Linked DNA regions of Zea mays: region 2 is linked to region 1. Evidence: chromatin contacts called from public Hi-C data. All regions are on one chromosome and are shown on one strand. Each heading gives the region's core, a stretch centred on a gene start, on an enhancer-like site or on the middle of the called end of the contact. The rest is flanking DNA. Distances are from core to core; before and after follow the strand shown. Region 1 holds the start of LOC100381988 (Transportin-1). Region 2 holds the start of LOC100285199.

The links. A called contact is a pair of places that touch in the nucleus more often than the background predicts.
Region 2: a contact with region 1 is called in a Hi-C map of tassel, with 1.8 times the contacts expected there. The contact joins the promoter of LOC100285199 here to the promoter of LOC100381988 in region 1. A contact is called at or near these places in 2 of 25 Hi-C or Micro-C datasets (ear and tassel).

What each region holds. Positions count from the first base shown.
Region 1 is chr2:27,431,519-27,437,883 of Zm-B73-REFERENCE-NAM-5.0, reverse strand. It overlaps LOC100381988 (Transportin-1), which reads right to left and starts at 3,817. Exons shown (of 29, transcript NM_001174758.1): 1 at 3,528-3,817; 2 at 1,820-2,107; 3 at 1,628-1,717; 4 at 1,334-1,411; 5 at 1,184-1,264; 6 at 897-947; 7 at 596-681; 8 at 256-322; 9 at 115-171; 10 at 1-22. The coding sequence starts at 3,704.
Region 2 is chr2:27,897,355-27,903,719 of Zm-B73-REFERENCE-NAM-5.0, reverse strand. It overlaps LOC100285199, which reads right to left and starts at 3,636. Exons shown (of 9, transcript NM_001158093.2): 1 at 3,375-3,636; 2 at 2,490-3,170; 3 at 2,267-2,416; 4 at 1,792-2,062; 5 at 1,589-1,699; 6 at 1,323-1,497; 7 at 959-1,231; 8 at 694-888; 9 at 144-621. The coding sequence starts at 3,113. The coding sequence ends at 405. LOC118476293 (a long non-coding RNA gene) reads left to right here and starts at 2,828. Exons shown (of 2, transcript XR_004856161.1): 1 at 2,828-3,190; 2 at 3,262-3,465. It overlaps LOC100281164, which reads right to left and starts at 142. Exons shown (of 6, transcript NM_001154083.2): 1 at 1-142. The coding sequence starts at 78.

The DNA of each region.
Region 1 (6,365 bases), core at 2,568-5,067:
TGTCCGGAAAGGATTCATCTTCCTGAAAATGTATATATAATATTTTATAAGAATAAGATATTGTCATTGATGACCCAATGGATCAAACATGAAAGATATAAAAGTTTACCACACCTCAGCATCATCAAGGGACTCATCATCATCAGCATATACCATGTTCGACAACAAAGTCTAGGAAAAAAATTGGAATGTAAGAAATTATATCCAGCACCAAGGTACAGCTGCACTAAATTGAAGTACAGCAAAGGCATATACCGGGATTAAGCGTGGCAAGAACTCCCGTAAACCTTCAGGAGGCATGCTCACATCACAGTATGCAGACCTGAAAGATTTAATAATTTAAAAATGACAATAGGCTTCAGATTCCTGGCCATATAGTTAGTTATTCAGACTTAGTTTTGAATTTAAGCAAAATTAAATTGTGAACTTCAAAAGTTAGAACCAATAGTTAATTAAATTGTTGTAAAAGGGGTGTGTCCATCACAGTATGCGCCCCATTCATTCTAGTAATATAACTTAGATTCAGATAGTCAATGTAAATTACTAGGTGCATTCTTTGTGCAACCCTTATTACACTCGCTTACTGAAAACATACCAGAACTCGCAAGCTTCCAGAGCGACTTCATCATCTGGATCTTTATTAGCTTGCAGAATCAATTCAGTAACATTTTTAAGATGTGACTGCAGTTTTAATATCCAATGTTAGATCCACTACAGCAAGGGAATAACCAAACTAATACAGTTCAAGGCAAAAAAAATCATGTACACCATCATAAAAATTGTGGGGAAAAAGATAAAGGAAAATGGAGAAGTTTGGAGCTCTAGTTACATTACATCATTAATACATATTAAGTGAGTGCAGGAAAAAGGTCAAATAGACAGCAAATTTAATACACCTCCAAAATAGATGGGCGAACTTCAATGAGCTGAACCCAGGCTGAACAAACCTATCAAGTAAACAGGGAGAATTAGCAAGATGTTATGTGCCATCAAACAATCATTATTGGCATTTGCGCTTGCTGACAAATCAGCTATAAGCCTAGAAAATAAATCCTGCTTCAAGTATGAAATAATTACATTTGCTTTTGAATCTTATTCTCTTGCAAATAAGTAGCATGCCATAATGTGCAATTTCATTGTAACAAATAAGTTGGTACGATAAGTAATTATCTACGGTGAATACCAGTTTCCGAACATCTGCTGAAGGGTCCTTTGCAAGGTTGAATAATCCCTGAATATACTGATCCATAGACATGTAGAGTGCCTGTGTGAATCCAACAGTGAGTCAAAAGTGTTGAGAAAGATAAGCTGAAGATGGGACTAGGACTCTTACCGATGGCATCACTACTATGTACTGATTTATACAACCCAACGATAGTTTTCTCAAACTTGCATGTGGTGACTGGAAGAACTGAAGGAAGAAAAAAGGCAGCATGTATCAGAATGAAACCCCATAAATATGTTAAACCAGACTGTTCAAACATCTATATGCCACCACAGATACATGCTCAGCTGAATTATAGGCAACTGGTGTACGAAGACATATATATGATCATTTACAGAGAGGAAGTCAAAGTGTCGATTCTGTAGGTATATAATTGGTTGTTTCTGGATATTGGATATAGACCTGCAGTATTTTTGGCATAAACACATTGATCGGTCGTTCAGACAAACCAGGAACATCAACATCGAGCTCTTCAGGGACATCCTCACAGATCTGTCATCGGAAAGCAAGACTTTGAGAACGCAAATTGTAAGATATACTACATCATGCTGGTTTAATGCATGGAACCCCTAGTATGACAGAAGTGCACATTACCTTGTATATCGCATCCATAGCACCTTCCATGTGATCCAGGTCATTACTCTCCAAACACTTATGGAGTGCCTGAAACAACTCAATCCATCCAGCGACTCGTACAATTTGGAAAAGTACACTGATCACTGTTCCAACTGTGGATCTAATAGCCCTATTGGTTGCCCCTATACATGGTAACAGCTCAGACTTAACATAATGCTGGGACGAAGGTTGCATAGAGATGAAAGTCGTTCGCAGATTGTTTTTCAGTAGTAGACCAGCTGCCTGTCTAACTTCAATTGATTTCCCCTGGTACAAAACAAAAAAAAAGTAAATGCATGTCAGATATGTCGAAGAAAAAAATAGCTGGACCTACAAGCATAGTCATACCGGAAGATAATTTTGCTCCATAACAAGTAGGAGACATCCCAACGTCGAAAACGTTTTAGAACAAATAAGCACGGAAAAGAACACAAGGGAAGCATGCAATCCACTATTTTCATCCCACATGAACTCCATGATTAATAAATGACACCCTTATTGATTCAATTCATTGTTTATCACTGTTTCTTATAATTGCCAATCAAACATGAAACTAAATTTGGTAATAACCAAAATACAAATCGTACACAGAAAGTTAAAAGTAGCAGTCACTCTGAATGTGTTTTTTTTGTTGTTGTTCCAGAGTCTAGATCACGCCAATGCTACCATATGGTTCCTGGTGTGGTCTCACTATCAAAACATAAAAGACCAAATATTTCCTATCATATGTATCTCTAAGTAAACTTTTACAAGGAAAATGTTTTAGATAGTGGGATCAAGCAGTCACTCACCTCCAGGGACGAAACTAGAGCCCAGATAATCCGAGTGCACATTTGACATTTCAATATAGACATGTAATAAAAATCTTCTCCAACTGAAATTTAGAGTGTGCACACTGCACAAGTGGTAAAATCTAATTATTAATCACTAAAAACTATTTTTCCCTGGTGCATGTGCACTCGGCAAGCCCTAGATGGCTTCGCCCCTGCTCACCTCCAGTGGTTACTTTGATCTTCGTGGGAGTGGGAGCATCACCAGTCGAAACTCAAACACCACTAGAACTCAAGTAGGCAAATTAACTAACCATCTGAGCAAGATTTTGACGTGCACACATGACTGCACGAGGATTCTAAAAATATCGCATCATTTGCAGTTTAAACATTCTGAGCAATTTGAGAAATCATTACCACAATAAGTGATGATGCAGTGGCAAGTAGTAGACATAAAATACTAACATGGAAACAAGCTCTCATCTCTTACTGTGCATCGGCACAATCTGCGTAGGCTAAGCCCTACATGAACCTCTGACTCCGCAACAAGACAATTCAAATTACCACCGAATCAAACTGAAATGCTACGGTAGGTAGCCTTATGTCGGCACTGAAATTTTAGCTTGATCACCAGCGCATCTTTTCTGCCTTTGTGTGTACACAAATAGCGCACATAACGTACGTTATCATTTCCATTAGAACACCAGGGTATCAAGATCGATTTGGATTAGAAGTTAGCACGTGTGATCCAAGTGCTAAATTCCAGTGGCGACCTAGGGGTCTATGGAGTCAAACAACAAGCTTCAAATCTCCAGTACCATCGGAGAAAACCCTAGACTTTGCTGACGGCGTGGCGATCGGAAGAAGCCAGCGAGCGATTGAGGTGGAGGTGCCACTAGGAGGAAAGGAAGGCTCACCTCTCCGCGGGCCAGGATGAAGGTTAGGTAATTATTGAAGTCGGGGAACTGGCTGTAGTGCTGGAGCTGCTGCCAGATGCGGGCCTGGTCGGAGTTGGGGGAGATGTGCGCCTCCAGGAGGGTGCAGATCTCGTGGAGCCCCTGCTCCTGTGGCTGCCATATCGCCGGCGCCGCCATCGACGATCCGCCGGGAGTGGGTGATGGGGATGAGATGAGGCGGCGGCGGCGGCGGCGGCTTGGGGAGGGAGAAGAGGAGGTGGAGTAGGAAGCAATTGGCGGAGCGCAGGAAGTCCGAATCCAAACTAGTGAAAAGCGCAGGGGTGGACGCGCAAGAGTCAAGACTAACGAGGATGAGTAAAGGACTAAAGGTCCTGTTTGCAACCGTAGGTCTCTTTTGGATGGTGGGAAAAAATTTCGTTTCCAGTGTTTTTCCGTTAGGGCTAGCTTGGAAACCTCAATTTCACACGGAATTCTTATTTTCCAAAGGGAAATTAGTTCATTTTCTCTTGGAAAAACGAGAATCCCGTGGGAAATTGGGGTTTCCAAACTAGCCCTTAAACTGAACCGATTCCTGAAATTCCTATATGATTTCTGAGAAATTCCTACCTTTCAAAGGAGGTATTAGCCAGCCACTTAATATGCATTGTGATGTGATGGTACATCAATCATATTTTATATAGTGTAATTGGTAGTATAGTGCAACATCTGAGGTTCTAGCATGTTGGTGTTTTGAAAAACAGCACTAACCTAAATTTGTATATGCCTATTTTGAATGTGGATGGTGTGCGTAGTGGTCGCAAAATTTATATTGGTTCGAGGAGAATTTCTCTACTTTCAATCTTTGGGGCTCTCACTATCGGCACCTTGTTGCTGATTGTTCGTAGTAGGGGTTACAAGTGGATGAGAGAGTGAAGAATCACAATCTCTAAGCGATGTTGGTTCCGAAGATCTACATATCGGGTGTTCGCTATCAGGCTAAGTCGTCGAGTGCTATTATCTGTGTCTCCTTTTTCTCGGTCCGGGTTGACCCTCCTTTTATAGACTAAGGAGGGGGTTGATTACAAGTGGCTTCCCTTGGAAGGGATCACTGCGCTGTGGTAAAACGAGGTGTTTTACCCTCGGTAAAGATCTGTACGTCGATATTCACCCTCGTCGTCTGGCTTTCTAGTCGTGCTTCTTTAAGTTCGCCGGGACAATGTGTGCGGGCGGTGGGGAGTCCAAGTGTCATCATCACTCCCTCTGCTCCATGACGACTCTTAGTCTTCATAGCCTAACTTTTGGTGTCCCTCGTCGTGTTATGGGCTCCGTAGGGGAGTCAGGCATAGGCTATGAGTGAGGCGCAGACCTAGGACTCATAGGTCATAAGTGGGCTCTGGCCTAGGGTGCGTAGGCCATGAGTGGAAGAAGCAGCAATTCCTTTACGCGTTGCAGCTCGGTGTAAGACACTCGCGCTGTAGCTCGGTGCAAGACACTGTTAATGCAATCGGTCATTAATGGTGGGGGCAGTATGTCAGTTAGACACATAATCCACTCGAGTGGGTCCTTACGGTCCCTCTGACCCCTCATAGTTCTGCCTTACCTAGCCCCTCAACTCGGTGTCTCGGGCCATCAGGGGGCGGGTCCTTCTTTGCCTGACCTCTCATTGGCCTCCCTTTTGACTCATGGCCCCCAGGGTTCTAATCCCTGACAGTAGCCTCCGAGCCCCCGAGGGGAGAGTGTCTACCCTTGGTGGCTTCATTTTTGTTGGATCGGGTAGCGCTCGATTCCCGCAGCCAGTCCCAAGGGATCATCCTTTATTCGCATACCAGTTAAAGTGTTTAATTCTCTAAGAGATGAGACAATGTATGCACCGATCTCTTCTTACCCATGGAGTGTCGGATTTTTGTCGCCTTTATAAGTACGAGCGGGGGTCATCAATTGTCATACCATGACTCTTGCTTCTCATTGACCCCTCAGATGGGTTCCTGCAGTGGGTCGGTTAACGGACCCTGGCAAGGAAGAGGCCACGTTGTGCCCATGTTAGGGTCGGGGTAAGGTCTTTAGCCCTCGAAGTCTTCCTTCTCCCCCTTTTCTCTTTGACGTTTGTTTTCTACTGTAGAGCAACCTCCAATAGTCGGAGGTGCTTCTTTCTGCAGGGTAGTCATGGTTGGGTCTGTGGGACCCTCTCCTTGTTCCTTGGAGCTCAAGGAGAACCTTGATGCCTCCTGCACGGCCATAGACGCGACTGACACCGAAGTGAGCCTACTCTAGGACCAAATTGCCAAGTTCGATGGGCGTGTGTCTGGTAATGTTCTTATTTTGATGTCCATATGCCTTTCATTAGTTTTTAATTTCTTCCTCGCACTTTTCCTCTACCCTTTAGTTTTAGAGTCTGAGCTAGAGAAGCTTCGTCATTGGGTGGGCCAGACTGTTGAGTGCATTGGGGCTCGCGACTCCTTCTCGGTGGGACGCTTAGACAGTATGTCGTGTCACATCCGAGATATTATGGATTTTAGCATTCACCGAGGGGTGGGCGTAGCCTTGGTCGTCGAGGAGCTTCGGTCTGGATGCTGTCTCTAGGACGTCATTGGTCTTCCTTAGGACATTCCTGATGATGGGCTGGAAGACATATTGGAGGGTTTCGATGAGGTTGTCAGTCCCATCGTGGACAGGCTATCTGCGAATGATACCATTCGCAAAGCCTATTGTATAATATGTCTTGTTGTTTCCCTTTTGAAAAGGAACATAAGTTTCAATATTTGTATTGCTCCCCTGTTGTTTGCCTGCGGAGTTGTGCTTCGTGATCTTACGTTGGTTCGATTTCCTTCAGAGGTTCATAGGCCCAACTTGTTAGGTCCA
Region 2 (6,365 bases), core at 2,387-4,886, 470 kb before region 1:
CTGGTGTGGTGGGGTGGAGAGGAAGCGGAGGGTGGCGGCCGTGGGTCGGAGGACCGCCGCCGCCATGGCGGCACGCATGGCTTTGGACCCTTGGTGGTGGGGGTGGGGTTGGGGTTCCGGATTGGGTTGTGTTGGGCCTTTGACCTCCGCCAATTCTCAATTCCTTTTCTATTTATCGTTACCTTCCCCTTCCGAATGGATGAATCAAAAAAAAAAAGGGAATCAGATAACCAGTTCCACTTCCACAGATGAATATGGATATGCTGGAAACCACCAGATTCCTCCACATCTACCAATCATATAGCTCTACAAATTCTACATAAATAAAAGATGCCTCACAAAAGTAGAGGACCTTGCAAACACTAGATCTTCCTTTCCTCCTTCCAAGGGGCAAGGGCTCTGCATCATAGCTTAGCTTCAGTTTCATTTGGCCGCCATGTCGTCTTCTGCACCAACAGCAAGCCTTCTTTCTCCTGGAAGTAAGACATGCGGACCTCCCAGTGGAGAGATTTCAGAATGTTCTCCACCTCACTTGTTGTTTCAATGTTGTCTCTGACAATTAGCCGGCCTTGTGGCCTCAACACCCGGTCCACCTCCACGATAACAGGTAATAGCTCGCACCTGCACAAGGAGACGATCAGCCCCCCACCCCAGGCAATTTAGCAGTACCCTACCCAAGGACGACGGCATTACCTCTTCTTAACCTTGGAGAACAGATGGTTGGCGTGCACAAGATCATAAGTTCTCGGATAGGTGCTAAACGACTCACACCAGTCATGGTACAGTCCAAACAGCCCGCGCTCATATATAATTGGAAGCGTGTCAGGTGAATCAATTGGAACCACATTCATGACCCACACCTTGAGATCGCGCAAAGCTGCTGCGAACCTACAACAGAAAAAAAAATGAGTCCCAGTGAAAGAGGAACTCCACATGCTCCGAAGGTTAGACTCCTTACCCTGCATATACGGCTTTCATATCCATAACATTTCTAACAGTAGACCAGTCAATACCCAAACCATTCATGTATGAATTGCTCACGACTCGCTTCCAGTGTTCATAGTCTGCTTGAAAATCCTCCGGGGCAGGTTTCCCATATACTCCAGCCTCAGAACCTCTCAGCCAATAAGGTGGTTTCTCCAGTCTCAATGGCCATAACTCAGGCCACTGTGAACCACGAACGGTAGGATCTACAGGCAACTTATGCATACAAGCCCCCAACGATATGTTCCTAAACAGTGATAAGGGATGAACCCAAGAATATTATTAGGTTTATAATTAGGTGATCACCACCAAAGGTACAGCCTGTTGAGAACAGTTACCAGGCAGCATCAGGATCGTCGTACTCTCCACAGAGTGGAGGGTTTGTTTCAGATCTTGCTTCGTAGCAGCTGTTGTCTGTTGGCTTTCTGTAAATTGCTATACCCACTCTATTCACCCTATCCTTTACTTTGTTGACCATTTTCCAGCACATTGAACTGGTTAGAGCAGACATGGCTACAGCAAGGCAGAACAAAGATAACTCTTGGGGCATGAAATTCGTAATTCACTGTAATAACTGTAGAGAAGAAATTAAAGCATGGAATACCTTGCCATATCTCAACATCTTCAGGCAGCTTCTGGTATACGGGTGTAGCAGACCACACAAAGTAACCACCAGGACGTAACAGTCTGTCCAGTTCAAGCAAGAGTTTACCGCCTGCCAAATAACTAACAGGCATAGTGTCACAGAAGCAGCTAACACAAAGGGACTGTATTGTGCTAGAGCAGGATTCTCATGATAGAAAGTACCTTCAATATGCCACGGTACCCTACATCGTGCACAATGAACAACATCAAACACCCTACTGGGAAATGGGAGCCTTTTTGTACCCATGACAGCTGATATAGCAGGTATTCCTCTTTCAAGAGCAAACTGAACCTGAGCTTCGTGCTCATCTTTAGGTGCAAATGACATAGTAATCACATCTCTGTCAAATAGATATCCTCCAAAGCTAGCTACTCCACAACCAACATCTAACACTACACGGCTTCGTTTTCCCCATGCTACATCCTTCTTTGCCTGTGTAGTATAGCAATAAAAAATGCCAGTAAACAAGCATAACTACTACATATATGCATGAACTCAATCCAAGGAAAAACGTTCAGGGCGCCTACTCAATGAATCATGAGCATTCTGTCTATCAACTTAGCAGATATTTTCAATAAATAGGTAAGAAAATATTATAGTGCACACTAGCAGCCGACAACATGGAAAGCGTATTACCTCCTGAATAAAATCAATGTAGCGCAACGCACCATGTTTAAACTGAGTCCCGCCTCCGGGGAAGGTGAGGTATTCTCCAGAAACCTTAACCCAGTTTTGGTGTCCCTTGTATTCAACCAGCTTAGTATGAGGAACGTTATTGTACCATATCTGTAGCGATAAAACATTGAGTAAGTAAATCGACTTGGCAGATATAGCATCATTATTAAGGCACAGCACAAACCTGATCTCTGCTCTTTGGCCACCTAATTGGATTCCTGTAGCCCTCTGGTAGAGGAACAAGGCAGGTAGGAGATTTCTCGGGGCAATGCCTTTCTCGGTGTTCGTAGTGCTTGGTGGAACGGAGCTTCTTGATAGCTGCTACGTTGTCGAGGCATGGAATATAATCTGCTCCAGCATCGACGTTGCATAACGCCCAACGGAAGCTCAGTGGGCTACTGGACGTCAAGGTTTGCTCTTTAGCGTCCTTGTTAGATTGTTCAGCCTTGGTTGACCATGGTCCGCGCTCTGTAGTGAAAAGTTCTTGTTGCTGATTTTCACCATCCATGCTGTCTGTTACAGGAGGCAATTGTTGTGTAGCAGGTGGTGGATCATCATGGGTGGTGATGCCATCGCCCTGATCAGCACTGGTTAAGCTTCCGGTGGCAGGAGGAGAGTCATGAGGCCTCAGTGGACGCACTTTGGACTGAAATGGAGGGAACTCGGCAGGGGTGACGAGCATGGACGACGCCATCCACACAGCCACCAGGCAGAGCGCGACGAATACGGCGACGGTGGTTGTGGAGCAGCAGAGGTAGGACGACTGCGGCGGACGCCGGACATCGAGCCGCGTGTGGCCGAACGGCATATCGATCGGTGGGTCCGAATCCAATTCTCACATCCAACGCTGTGAGCAATCAGCTGCCTGGACCAAAACAGTTCAAGGTAAGCGGATTGCATACATCGTTGGCATTCTCGGTAACAAAAGTAGCTTAATCGTTGGGGTTCGAATGCAGGGTAAGAATCGAGGACAGGAGGGGAACTAGCGAAATTGGCAACGAGTCCCAGAAGGAAATTGAAATCGAATTGCAGGAGCATCAGGAGAGAGGAGAAGTGATCTGGTACGTACCTTGTGGCAATGAATCGATGAGAGGGGATGGGTTGAAGCAGGGGACTTGATCCAGATTCCGCTTGTCGGCCGCTAAGAACAGACGCCGAAATGGACAGGCAGACGTCCAAACCCTACTTTAATCTATGAGTAATCTTTATGGTCTTGTCTTTTGGCGGAGAGGACTGATAGCTGGAATCAGTAGGGAGGAGGAGGGAAGAATTGGGCAACGGAGCAGTAGCTACCGACCACCAACTCTTCTTCGCTCTATTTTCCTTCGTTTTCCTCCAGGCAGTATTTTACGCATTTGTTAGGTAGATATCTATTTATTTATATTATTTAAATAGCTAGAGGCACAAACTTTGCTTTAGGACGTGTTTGACATCGCTCTTCAATGCTTTCTGTGCTGACTATAGTATTAGTTAAAGTATATTTGTTAGTTCATATATTATGTATATGCATTTATAGGTTGCTTTATATCCTAAGTCCTATATTATATATAAATCGATCAAGTGTTTAATGTAATACATCTATTTAATTACATTAATTCTATTTTTTATGATATCGTGAGTCTAGGTTTAGATTTTAATTCTAGACGCAATGAGCTTTCACAATCGTGGGTGAGAGAGAGATCTATCTATATGTGTGGGGGTAGCGCTACCATTTAACACTCGATCGTATCGATCCAAATGATTTTTTTTGTCGTAGCTGTTGCACAGAAGATCGGGATCTCCTCATGTGGTCATCATCGCTAGGTCGTTACTGCCTCGTTCCGGGCTCATCATTGAGCCACATTCCTATCACGTGGAGGCATACCCCGACCCTAAGCGGCCATGAAGGCAGATAGATCATGAGTGTTGTTGATGGGCAAAAGTGATCATATCCATCAATGTCGTTGGTACCCGTTGTGCCATCATTGGTTGTAGTAGCTCGCCTCTCCGAGTGTTGTGCACTCGCCGTGTCTGCATGTGAGATATTGTTCGATGCACCCATGAGTTGTACATGGTAGATCCCACTGTTGTTGTACAATTTTTAGTTTTTCTGATCATTGATGGGGATTGTGTCGTCCACCGCCTGTTGACCTCACACATACTACATAGACATTCACAACAACTACATTAGCATCTTGGGGATGCCTTTTCGCTACATTGTTGATTTGCCACTGCCACCATATATTGGGATGCCTCCACCAACTTCTTCCATCATCGCTCTGCCTCATGTGTACTTGGTTCGTACAACCGCTTATGTACGATCCACTCAACTCCCATGACATCCATTGTCGAGTACTATACACAACTTCGAGCAACATGGTTGTTGTTGTTTTGACTTTTTTTCTCAAATATGCAGTAGAGCTGCGCATTAATATATAAAAAAAGAGGAAAAGGGGGAATTGAAACATTATAAAAACCATCAACTAAAATAATACATTTAAGATTATTAATGATAATTAGGGTAATAAATTTTCTTTCAAACATTTGATTTTTATTTTGCATAGAGAATAATTTTTTGTTTTATTCATGTTTGATTTTGGATATTTAGTAGAATCTCCTTCTTAATGAAAATCCAATTAAATAATATAATAATTATTGGTCTAAAAATAAATATTTTAGCTATAAATAATTTTGGTATAATTATTATGATTTTTAGGGTTATTTAAAATATATTTTGAAATAGAAAAGAAATAGAAAAAACAAAAAGGAAACCGAAACCCTAACTACTTCATCCCACCAGCGACCCAACAACCGTCGCGCCCTAACCCTCCCACCGCCTCTCACTTGCAGGCGGGGCCCACCCGACCCCGGGCCCTTCTCCCTCCCGCGCCGCCATCAGGGCACGTGTGTGCGCGTGTTGCGCGCCCCGCCACCGCGCGCTCGGCGTCCGGTCGCACCGCGCCTGCCCCCGCGTCGCCGCTGAAAGGGAAATGTGCCCTTGGGCCATTTCTAAGTATTTTGGTGATTGAGTGCCAACACAAGTGCTTAAATGTGAATTTATGCTCATGGATGGACAAAGTGCAAATCAAGAGTAAAGGTATGTTTCTAAGCCTTAGTACATTGGTTTTGTGTACTAATATACTTGTCTAAGTGTTAGAAACAGAAAAGAAGAAGAAAAGAGGTGAAAAAGGTTTGGCTGTGTACAGCCAAGACTCAGCTCAGTCTGACACACCGGACTGTCCGGTGGTGCACCGGACAGTGTCCGGTGCGCCAGGCTGACTCGGCGCGAAGTGGCCGCTCTCGGGAATTCGCCGACGGCATACGGCTAAAATTCACTGGACTGTCCGGTGTGCACCGGACTGTCCAGTGAGCCAACGGTCGGCCGGGCCAACGGTCGGCCGCGGAATCCGCGCGCGACACGTGGCCGAGCCAACGGTCGGAAGGGGGCACCGGACTGTCCGGTGCGCCAACGGCTCCCAGATCTGCAACGGTCGGCTGCGCCATTTTAGGAAGGAGATCAGGCACCGGACAGTGTCCGGTGTGCACCGGACTGTCCGGTGCGCCCGATGACAGAAGGCAAGAATGGCCTTCCAGATTTGCTCTCAACGGCTCCTAGCTGCCTTGGGGCTATAAAAGGGACCCCTAGGCGCATGAAGGAGTACACCAAGCAACCTTAGAGCATTCTTGATCATCCACACTCAGTCTTTGCGCATTCGTTTGTCATTCTCAGTGATTCGAGCTCCGTTCTAGTGAGAACTTTGAGATAGTCTTTTGAGCTCGATTCTTGGCCGTGTGTGTGCGCATTTTGCTGTGGATTTGTGTGTGTTGCTTCCCTCCCTTACTCCGTGCTTCTTTGTGAACTTCAAGTGTAAGGGCGAGAGACTCCAATCTGTGGAGATTCCTCGCAAGTGGGATAAAGATAAGCAAAGCAAAACACCGTGGTATTCAAGTGGGTCTTTGGACCGCTTGAGAGGGGTTGATTGCAACCCTCGTCCGTTGGGACGCCACAACGTGGAGTAGGCAAGCGTTGGTCTTGGCCGAACCACGGGATAACCACCGTGCCATCTCTGTGATTGATTTA